Regions from separate parts of the Sus scrofa genome. Here regions 1 and 3 are each linked to region 2. The links are chromatin contacts, called in public Hi-C maps. All regions are on one chromosome and are shown on one strand. Each heading gives the region's core, a stretch centred on a gene start, on an enhancer-like site or on the middle of the called end of the contact. The rest is flanking DNA. Distances are from core to core; before and after follow the strand shown.

What was found. A called contact is a pair of places that touch in the nucleus more often than the background predicts.
Region 1: a contact with region 2 is called in a Hi-C map of skeletal muscle, with 2.2 times the contacts expected there. The contact joins two enhancer-like sites. A contact is called at or near these places in 3 of 47 Hi-C or Micro-C datasets (embryonic fibroblasts, mesenchymal stem cells and skeletal muscle).
Region 3: a contact with region 2 is called in a Hi-C map of subcutaneous adipose tissue, with 2.1 times the contacts expected there. The contact joins two enhancer-like sites. A contact is called at or near these places in 4 of 47 Hi-C or Micro-C datasets (heart right ventricle, mesenteric adipose tissue, retroperitoneal adipose tissue and 1 more) and 1 of 2 datasets of contacts at active chromatin or transcription factors (skeletal muscle).

What each region holds. Positions count from the first base shown.
Region 1 is chr7:1,028,210-1,031,223 of Sscrofa11.1, forward strand. All of the region lies in intron 7 of GMDS (GDP-mannose 4,6 dehydratase), which reads right to left. Among named protein-coding and RNA genes, the nearest start is that of FOXC1, 190 kb to the left of the region's middle. Within about 2 kb of position 1,427, at least 4 of the 83 cell types and tissues checked have an H3K27ac peak or open chromatin away from gene starts, as enhancers often do. A contact at or near this core is called in skeletal muscle, where this site is marked.
Region 2 is chr7:1,182,178-1,185,157 of Sscrofa11.1, forward strand. The region is part of intron 4 of GMDS (GDP-mannose 4,6 dehydratase); the gene reads right to left. Among named protein-coding and RNA genes, the nearest start is that of GMDS, 100 kb to the right of the region's middle. Within about 2 kb of position 1,619, at least 42 of the 83 cell types and tissues checked have an H3K27ac peak or open chromatin away from gene starts, as enhancers often do. A contact at or near this core is called in retroperitoneal adipose tissue, skeletal muscle and subcutaneous adipose tissue, where this site is marked.
Region 3 is chr7:942,097-944,798 of Sscrofa11.1, forward strand. The region is part of intron 7 of GMDS (GDP-mannose 4,6 dehydratase); the gene reads right to left. Among named protein-coding and RNA genes, the nearest start is that of FOXC1, 110 kb to the left of the region's middle. Within about 2 kb of position 1,340, at least 18 of the 83 cell types and tissues checked have an H3K27ac peak or open chromatin away from gene starts, as enhancers often do. A contact at or near this core is called in retroperitoneal adipose tissue, skeletal muscle and subcutaneous adipose tissue, where this site is marked.

The DNA.
Region 1 (3,014 bases), core at 177-2,676, 150 kb before region 2:
CTTTTCCGCTAACGTGCAAACAGCGGCTGGCGCCGTTATCTCGGCCCGGGTAATCCGAGAGCGTGCACGTACAGGCATCTTTCAACACGAAGGTAGAAGCAACAGGCTCGGCTCAGTGTGTTCCCAGTTCCGAGCAAAGATAACTAACTTCCAGCAGCAGCAGCCACGGCCCACCTCCAGCGGGAAAGCGCCAAGCCCTGCCTGTCCTCCGGGAGCCCTGAAGCAAACAGGTAAGCCTACCCGCTCTGAGCTAGCACGGGGCCCTGAGCAGAAATTTCACTAGAAATTGGGACATGTCGGCGAGACGACCGGGAGCGACCAAGAATGAAGACACGCAAAAAAGAACGTCCTGCTATCGTGAAACTTTTAGACAAAGGCAAGATAATTCCTGAGGTATATTTTCTAGAAGACACTTTAGACAAGACTAGCCTGCTGCTCTCAGTAGAGACGACATCCATCTATTAAACACACAGACAAAAGATGGGCAAGAGGACAAGTCCGCACAGAGAAGCCGAAGGGCCAAAGAGGCTGGACGAGAAGGCTTTTCTGCAGGAGTGAACAGGTGACACGGCCACCAGCCTGGAGGTGTGTCCGGAACCCAGAAGAAATGCACGAGGAGCTGAAACTAGGAGAGGGGAAGCTACAAAACGCCACCTCCATTTTAACCTACTTGCAGCCAAGCCCCGAAAGTTCTTTCATTTTTAAATTGAAAGATTCTTTCAATTTAAAAATTCTTTCCATTTTTTTAACAGAGACGAGACGTGCAGATGGCTGACTGTCTAGGAAACGAGAAGGTTTCAGCAGCGAGACTTTGAGTAAAACCCCCGAAGTGCAGGCGCATCCATCTCTGCACACAGGTCACCGAGGGGCAGCTGAAGGTGTGACATCTCCTTAAAACCGCAAAGGTGCGAGGAAAGTGGGAGCCGTGCGCACGAGACAGATTGATCTACCAAAAGCCGCCTGCTCGCTGTTTCACTGAACCGTCCGCCTCTCCTCAGGGCTGCAGTCCCAGCCCCGAGCCCTGCTGGGCCGACTGGAAACAGCGGGACTCTTACTCAGCCCACCACAACCATCAGGCGGCAGGCGCACAGCGGGGTGAGCAAAGCATCGCTCAGCCCAGTGGCGGCGGCCGCAGTCTGAGCAGTGCTGGCGGAGCCGCGGGAGGAGCCAAGGGGGCAAGAGGTGACGCAGGGCTTTGCAGCCACGGCGACGTCAGCAAGGCCTTTTCCCAGATGAGGTCCCACGTGGGGGAACCTTCGTCCACGAGAGATCGCAAAAGCGGTTATTTCTGAGCACACATATAAGTAGGCCTATTTATGGTAAATGTTTTATTTTTAGAACTTCTTTTCTAAACCCACCAAGGAAGGCACTGGCTTGGAGACACGGTGTGGCATTTCCAGCTGGAACACACAGTCTGCGCTGTCTAAATTAAGCACGTTCACCAGGCAGCAGGGGGCTGGGAATTCCTTGCGGCCCTTGGTCCCTCAGAACTGGAGGCAGGAAACATTCCTGCCCAGGCCTCGGAGGGAGGTGGACCAGAGGGCTACTTAACCGGCTTTTTCACTGAAGATAAAATATTACTTAGAGACAGAAACATTGGGAGTTCCTGCTGTGGCTCAGTGGGTTAGGAACTTGACACAGTCTCCATGAGGATTCGGGTTCAACCCCGGGCCTTGCTCCGTGGACTAAGGATCCGGCATTGCTGTGAGCTGTGGCACAGGTCACAGATGCAGCTCAGATCCTGTGTTGCTGTGGCTGTGGCGTAGACCAGCAGCTGCAGGTCCGGTTCGACCCCGAGCCTGGGAACCTCCATATGCCACAGGTGTGGCCGTAAAACAGAAAAAAGAGGTAGAAATATTGGTTACAATGACGATCACCGTTGGGTCGAGCTCGTGTGAGGATGTGCCTGTGTGCGTGTGCATACGTGCATGTGTGTGCCTGCATGTGCACGCGGACCGACACTCACGCACCCAGACGCACAAAAGGTTGAAGTAAACCAGCCTGTGATCTGAAGTGCTCAAAGTGACAAAAAAAAATCCCTATCCTGCAATTAGAATGAGCGCCACGTAAGATCACTTAAAAAGAGAGAGAGGAGTTCCCGTCGTGGCGCAGTGGTTAACGAATCCGACTAGGAACCATGAGGTTGCGGGTTCGGTCCCTGCCCTTGCTCAGTGGGTTAAGGATCCGGCGTTGCCGTGAGCTGTGGTGTAGGTCGCAGACGCAGCTCGGATCCAGCGTTGCTGTGGCTCTGGCGTAGGCTGGTGGCTACAGCTCCGATTCGACCCCTAGCCTGGGAACCTCCATATGCCGTGGGAGCGGCCCAAGAAATAGCTAAAAAGACAAAAAAAAAAAAAAAAAAAAAAAAGGAGAGAGAAATAATGAAACAAAGAAATTCCAGATGCGGCTCGGAAGGGGAGAAATTAAAATTAACCCCCACGCCATTAGCCACACCCCGTGAGTGACCTACAGTCTGAGGGAGGCAGTGACCAAGACATGCCCACCAGCCTCTGCTGCCTTGACCAGCACAGACTGGACAAGCACTGCCCCGGCTACACGGACGGTCACCCTCTGGCTCTCAGGTCCATCAGGCGATGACACCCAACGTGGCTCCGTGAGCATGTGGCAACATGATGTCACCGAAGAGGCACGTGAGCCTGCACAGGGCGCCTTCTCCTAGTCACACACCGTGGGGCTCGACTCCATTTCCCACCTGCAAAGCAGAGCTACCAGGACCTGCCATGCGTGTCGTGTGGGGTGGGGTGGACGCGGGGCGGCGTTCAGCTGGTCAGGGCAGCCACGGAACCAGGGACCAGGGTCTGCTGGCCAGAGCGGCACGAGCCACCGCCCAGAGAAAAGGGCCACCCTGTCCACATAATCCAATGTGCAGCATGAGAAGTAAATATGGACATCAGACTTTACTTCTTAACAATTAATCACAACTGTCCACTGATCTATCTTTTATATATTGATCAATGGATTTTACAGTTAGTACTAAAAATGGAAATTAAACACAA
Region 2 (2,980 bases), core at 369-2,868:
CTTAAGCCAGAGAGCACGAGCAAACGTGTACGCGTGTATCTTCCTTCCCTGCCGACGGGGGCAGAGACTGTGGGGAGCCCAACCACGCGATCCCTGCTAAGCAGCCAGCGGCCGGGGTGTGTCTTCTGCTCCGTGCAAAGGCAGCGCGGCCACTGCAGCGGCGGCCGGGGGGCCGGGGCCACGGGGCCCGGCAGCCACATCCCTTCCCTCTCCGCCGGGCCCTCATGCAGCAGGGGAAATAAATCATGTGAAGTGTTATTTTTTGAACCCAGAAAGGAGGGAAGGGGTTGTTAAGATATCGCATTCACTAAAAAAATAATGATGTGAAAAAATAGGTCGCTGTCACGAGAGACTTGCCAGACGCTGGGCCCGAGCAAGTGGTTCCACACACACACCTTCCGCTCAGCCGGCGACGCGGCCCTTGGTCGGCGGGCCGCAGGCACAGGAGGGCAGGGCGGAGGACGAGCCCCCGGCCGCGGCGTCCCGAGCCAGGTCGCCGGCCTCGGAGGTGTCGAGGGGCCTCGGCTCGCGCGTGAGGAGCCCGATTCGCGGCTGACCGCTTTTTTACAACTTGCTTCCTCTCTCCCGTTTCTAATAAACACCACTGTGCTGCATTGGACCCTCCTGGCTGTGTTTCCCCAAATTCAAAGCTCCAAGTCGAAAGCTACCTCGGCCACGGGTGGGAAGCCGCGGGCCGGCCCTGGGCAGCAGACGCGGATGACCCACTAATGGCTCTGACGGCCGGCACCGAGGAGACGGATGATGTCACTACCGGGAGGCTCGGGACAGAGCGGGCCGCACTAACCGCACGCGCAGGCGGAGGACAGGCACTTGTGCTTGGGTGCTGAACAGCAGCTCCAGCTGCAGTTCTACTTTCTAAAACGCTGACGTGGGAGCAAGCGCTCCCATGGAAGGCCTGCCTGGTCGTGGACGGATATTTCCTCTGAAACTTGCTCAAGTCAGGAGCAGCCGAGCCGGCCAGAGGCACCGCAGGCAGCAGGCCATGACGTGCCTCGGCAGCGGGCGTCCGGTTTCTCCCCCGCTTCCCGCTCTCCTGCGCCCTGGCCCTCTGTGGCCTCTCGCCTTGGACGCGGGGATCATCTCGGCGGACGCCTGTCCTCTCTCGGGGTGGGAGACATACCTTAAGAGATTAAGCCTTCCCACCTGGGATCTGTCCAGAAATTCAGTGTGTTACAGCTCCTCCCAGCCTTCTTCACTGTCCTGGGAACACTCTGGTGTTATCAATAGTGGCTTTCTTTCCTACTTTGCGTTCAACTGCAGCACGGGGCAGCCACGCCGATGGCAGTCCGGCTCGGCTGTCACTCAGCGCCCGCAGCGGCGAGGCTGACTTCCGCTGTCTGCGGCGCTTTGCTGCCACCTATGTGCACGACGGCGCATAACACGCCTCCCCGGCCCGGAACCGCCCGCGCCCCAAGCAGGCCCGTCTCTCCTCGGCACAGGCGACCAGAGAGGCGGCTGCCGTGGTTTGCGTCCCTTCGAAAACACAGCCGCTTGCCAGGAACTCCTATTTCTCTCTCTGCGAAGCAACCCTCCAAAACTGAAAGGGCCCGGGATGCCTCATTTAACATACACCAAAACCAGCAGTTTTTTCCATTCGGTCACTGAACCAATTACAGTGAAATTAATTCATTCCACGAGACTGCAGTCCAAACATCCTGCCACACCGTAGGACGGAGTGACACTTTCATAACATTTGGTATAAGGGAAATGTAAAGAAACAAGATAAAAAAGTATCTACTCACATTATTTAAACTACCAATAACGCAAATACTGATCCAATAACGCACTGATCTCTGCCAAACACTCGAATGCTTCTTTCGGGCGGAGACAGGGGAACACAGACCTCGAGAGCCCCTGGGCCTCCCCGGTGCTGACCTGACCGCGCCAGCTCTGAGCTGTCTGACAAATGCGCGTGTCACACCAACCAACAAAGCCGGGAGAGACGCCGGGGTGAGCCACACAAGTCCCTTAAGCAAAACAACCCAAAAAACAAAACAGAGCTTTCCTCTACGAACCATTTCACAGCCATCAAGCCACACAGCGAAGGCAGAGACGACATTTCCCGTCGGGGCTAACGAGGGGAGTCCCAGCCTGCAGAATGCGCCTTAAAGGTTTATTGTGTCAACACTGCCAAGCTCTCGAAGACTTTTTACTGTGCAAGTAACCAGCGCCAATAAAACCTGCAGGCTGGGCGTGGGAAGGAGACTCAGGAAGAGGGTTTCCCCTGAAAATCAGACAAAAGGAAAAGCACGGCTGCCCCGTCCGTCGACCTGCCGCCGCCCCGCGGTGACCACACAGCGGCCACCAAGGCGATGCCTGTCACCTCAAGCACGAGCACCAGCGCTGTCGCCTGTAAAGCAAGCGCACCTCTGAGAATTCCACTCTTGCCGAGGACCCGTCCGTCCAAGGACAAGGACAAGCTTGACAAGCCAGACCAAGCCCTTCTGCGTAAAACTTGTAAATGAAGCAAATTCAAATTCGTCACGGATGATGTCTTAGTTACCATCCCTAAACAACATACACTTCATGTGACATCACTAGAAGGGGTAACATAACAAGCCTGCTGTCTTCGGTGCCAGATATTTTTGAAAAATGGAAATTAAATAAAAGCTTCAGGTAATTTATTTCCCACTGGCACTGCTTAATGATTTACAGTGGAAATAATGATTGAGAGTAGAATTAATGATTTACAGTAGAAATTTATTAAAAAGTTACTACACATTAAATTTCTTTGCAATAGAAATGGTTTCATTTTATCATACCAGGCCAACTTCAAGGATCCCATCTGAACAAAGAGAATTCTAGAAACTCCATTCGTACTAAAAGGATACCAAACTCTATTTGGCGTTTTAAATGAACAGTTAAGTTTAAATTCTTAAATTGACACTTTTTTTTATTGTGGGGAAGAGAGACAGCTACATTACCTTGTATTAAACAAAGTATTATTTCTGTCTCTGTC
Region 3 (2,702 bases), core at 90-2,589, 240 kb before region 2:
TGGCCTCAGGAGTTTTCTACGATCCCACGGGCATCCGCGCTCCTAGGAGAGGGCGCCCGGTGAGCAAGCATGCGCCCCAGAAACGCAGCCCTGCGGGCCTGCAGCCGGGAGGAGGGGGCTTCTCTGGGTGAAGGTTACAGCGTGGAAACGGCCTCCTTGGGGGCGCGGGGCGGACGGCGAGGAGGGGAAAGCGCCCTCCTCGTTTCAAACACAAACTGGTCTCTTCAGGCTGCTCACCCTGCATAATGAACCAGGGAAGCAAAAGCTTTAAACCTGTTAAAGGAGCAATATTAAGTTTGGTATAAATATAGCTGAAATAATCCAGACAGTTTTATGACCTTACACCCCAAATAAAGGTGAAATGCTGAATTCTTTCCCTAGAAATAGTGGTAAACACAGCTAACAGATGGAAGAGCTGAATGGAAATTTCAATAAAGAAGGCCACAAAGAAGCATTTGTAAGCTCAGGGGTGCACGCTTTAAAAAAAGAAGTTGAAAAATGGAACTTTGTTTTATTTTGATAGGGTGCCAAAACAGTACTGCATTCCTTAAAACGCGAATAAAGGATCGAGTTAGACTGGCCTTCTCAACACCTCTCCAAAAGCCCCCCTGGGTCTCATTTTGCTAGGATGACTATTTCTATGACAGGTGAGGGAATAATTTCGCTGGGTTCGGTTACACCCGGGCCCCTGTGACCCCCGGGTCAAGAGAGCACGGGCTAAAGTGACAGCGTAGATCACTGCCTGCTCAGGACCAGGGGACATGGGCTGGAGCCAATGATTCTGACACCTGAAAGGTCAGGGCGACGGCAGAGAGCGCACGAGGCCTGCGCCCCGCGGCTGGAGCCCCGCGGCGGGAGGGAGGGGCCCGTTTCCTGACCCGGAGCCTGGGCGGCCCGAGCGGCCCAGCATCTCCAACAGGCCCGTTTGCAAAACACGCCATAAAGCAGACATCCCGCCAGCGCCCCGGCCGCAGGACGAGAGGAGTAAGAGCGAGCGCGGGGGCCTCCGTTCACTCTGCTGCAGCCTCGCGAGGGAGGCCCAGGCTTCTGCCCCGGCTCCACGGTTCCTGCTGTCCCCGGAGGGAACGCTCCCTTCCTGCCAGCCAGGAAGAGGCCTGCTGACGTCCGCAGTTCAGACCTCTGCGAGGCGGCGACCGGAGGCCCGACCGGCGTGCGCCAGGCCTGCACCAGCTCCACCAACAGAACTTGGCCCCTTCGATTTTTTTTCCTTTAAGGCAGAAAAATGCTTGAAAATGTTTTTCCAAGCCCAACACGCTGGGCCCTCCCGGTTCAGGTTTCCTCCTGCTGTGCCTGGCCTTTCAGGAGGCTGCCCTGCCCGGTGCCGCAGCTGCCACGGCCTCCCAGGCTGTCCCTGGACCCACCGCCCAGCGCACACGCCAGGCTGGCCCTTCTCTGGCAGGTCTCCCTGGTGGCTACTTTCCAGCCCGGACCCACGGTGCCACCCACTGGGAAACTTCAGGATGGGTGTCTCCTGCCCTGGGCCCCCTCCGACCCAGAGTTCCTCCCAGGCCCTGGCCCCCGCTTCTGACCCTGAGACCCCTCTGACCCAGAGCCCCCCTTCTGACCTGGGCCCCCCCCGACCCAGGGCCCCCCTCTGACCTGGCTGCCCTCCGACCCAGGGCTCCCCTCTGACTCTAAGCCACCCTCCAGCCCTGGCCCTGCTGCCGCAGACCCGGTGTGGTCTCCTGACTGCTGCTCTGGAGCTGGGCAGCTGCCTCTGAGGGTCAGAGCCCGGGAGCCTTCTGCCCCAGGCCCTTTCCAGACTCGACGGAAGAACCAGGAGCAACCTGAGAAGCTTCCAGAGATGACGACCTGGCTGCGGTTTTCCAGGACACAGTGGACTAGATGCTGTGGGGACGTCCGTCCGTGGGAGGCTGCCCCGGGACAGGAGGTGTCCTGGCCATGCTCCTTGGTTGCCCCCGCCCCCAGGCCCATGAGCCGCCCTGTCCCTCTGACCCAGAGAGGACAGTAACACCAGCGACGAAGTTCACACCTCTGAGGGTCATGGACGAACCAGGCCACCAGGCAGCTGGCCTGGACCTGCCACACGGCACAGGGTGGTCACCCAAACAGGTTTAGCACCTGCTCTACGTGCAGCCAGTGCTGCTCCAGATGAGAAGATATTTTGAGGATAAGTAAAAGCTCTGTTTTCTAAATAATAATTTCTGATCTCTGGAAATGTGTGACACGGGCAAATCGGTCCCCTGTGGGGAGGGTGACGACATGAGTGGCCCGAGGTCCTGTTGGGACCAGCCAGTCCCAGCACGGGGGACACAGAGATCCCATAACTGCAACACCTGCTACCAACCAAACGACTTCCAGGGGATCCACTGCACTGGCGGGGTCTGGGGGACACAGAAGGGCCTGTGTCCCTGTCTCCAGCCCCTGGGACATTCAGCCCGTCCGAGGAGCCTGGGCCATCAGACAGAAACATCCTGCCTTCCTCCCCGCCCCCAGCCCGAGCCGCTCCATCCGCCTGCCCGGCAACGTGGGCGGCCCTCTGCTGTCCCCTGCCATCTTCCTCCCTGCCCAGTCACCTCATGTGGATCCGGCGGCCACTGGCCCCCAGGGGCTGGACCCTGCTACACCGTCATTTCAGGAAGCAAAATCTGCCGTGGTCCCTGGGTTCCAACGAGCCCAGTGGTTTTGGAGACTTTCACAGTTTTATGGTATCACAGCAG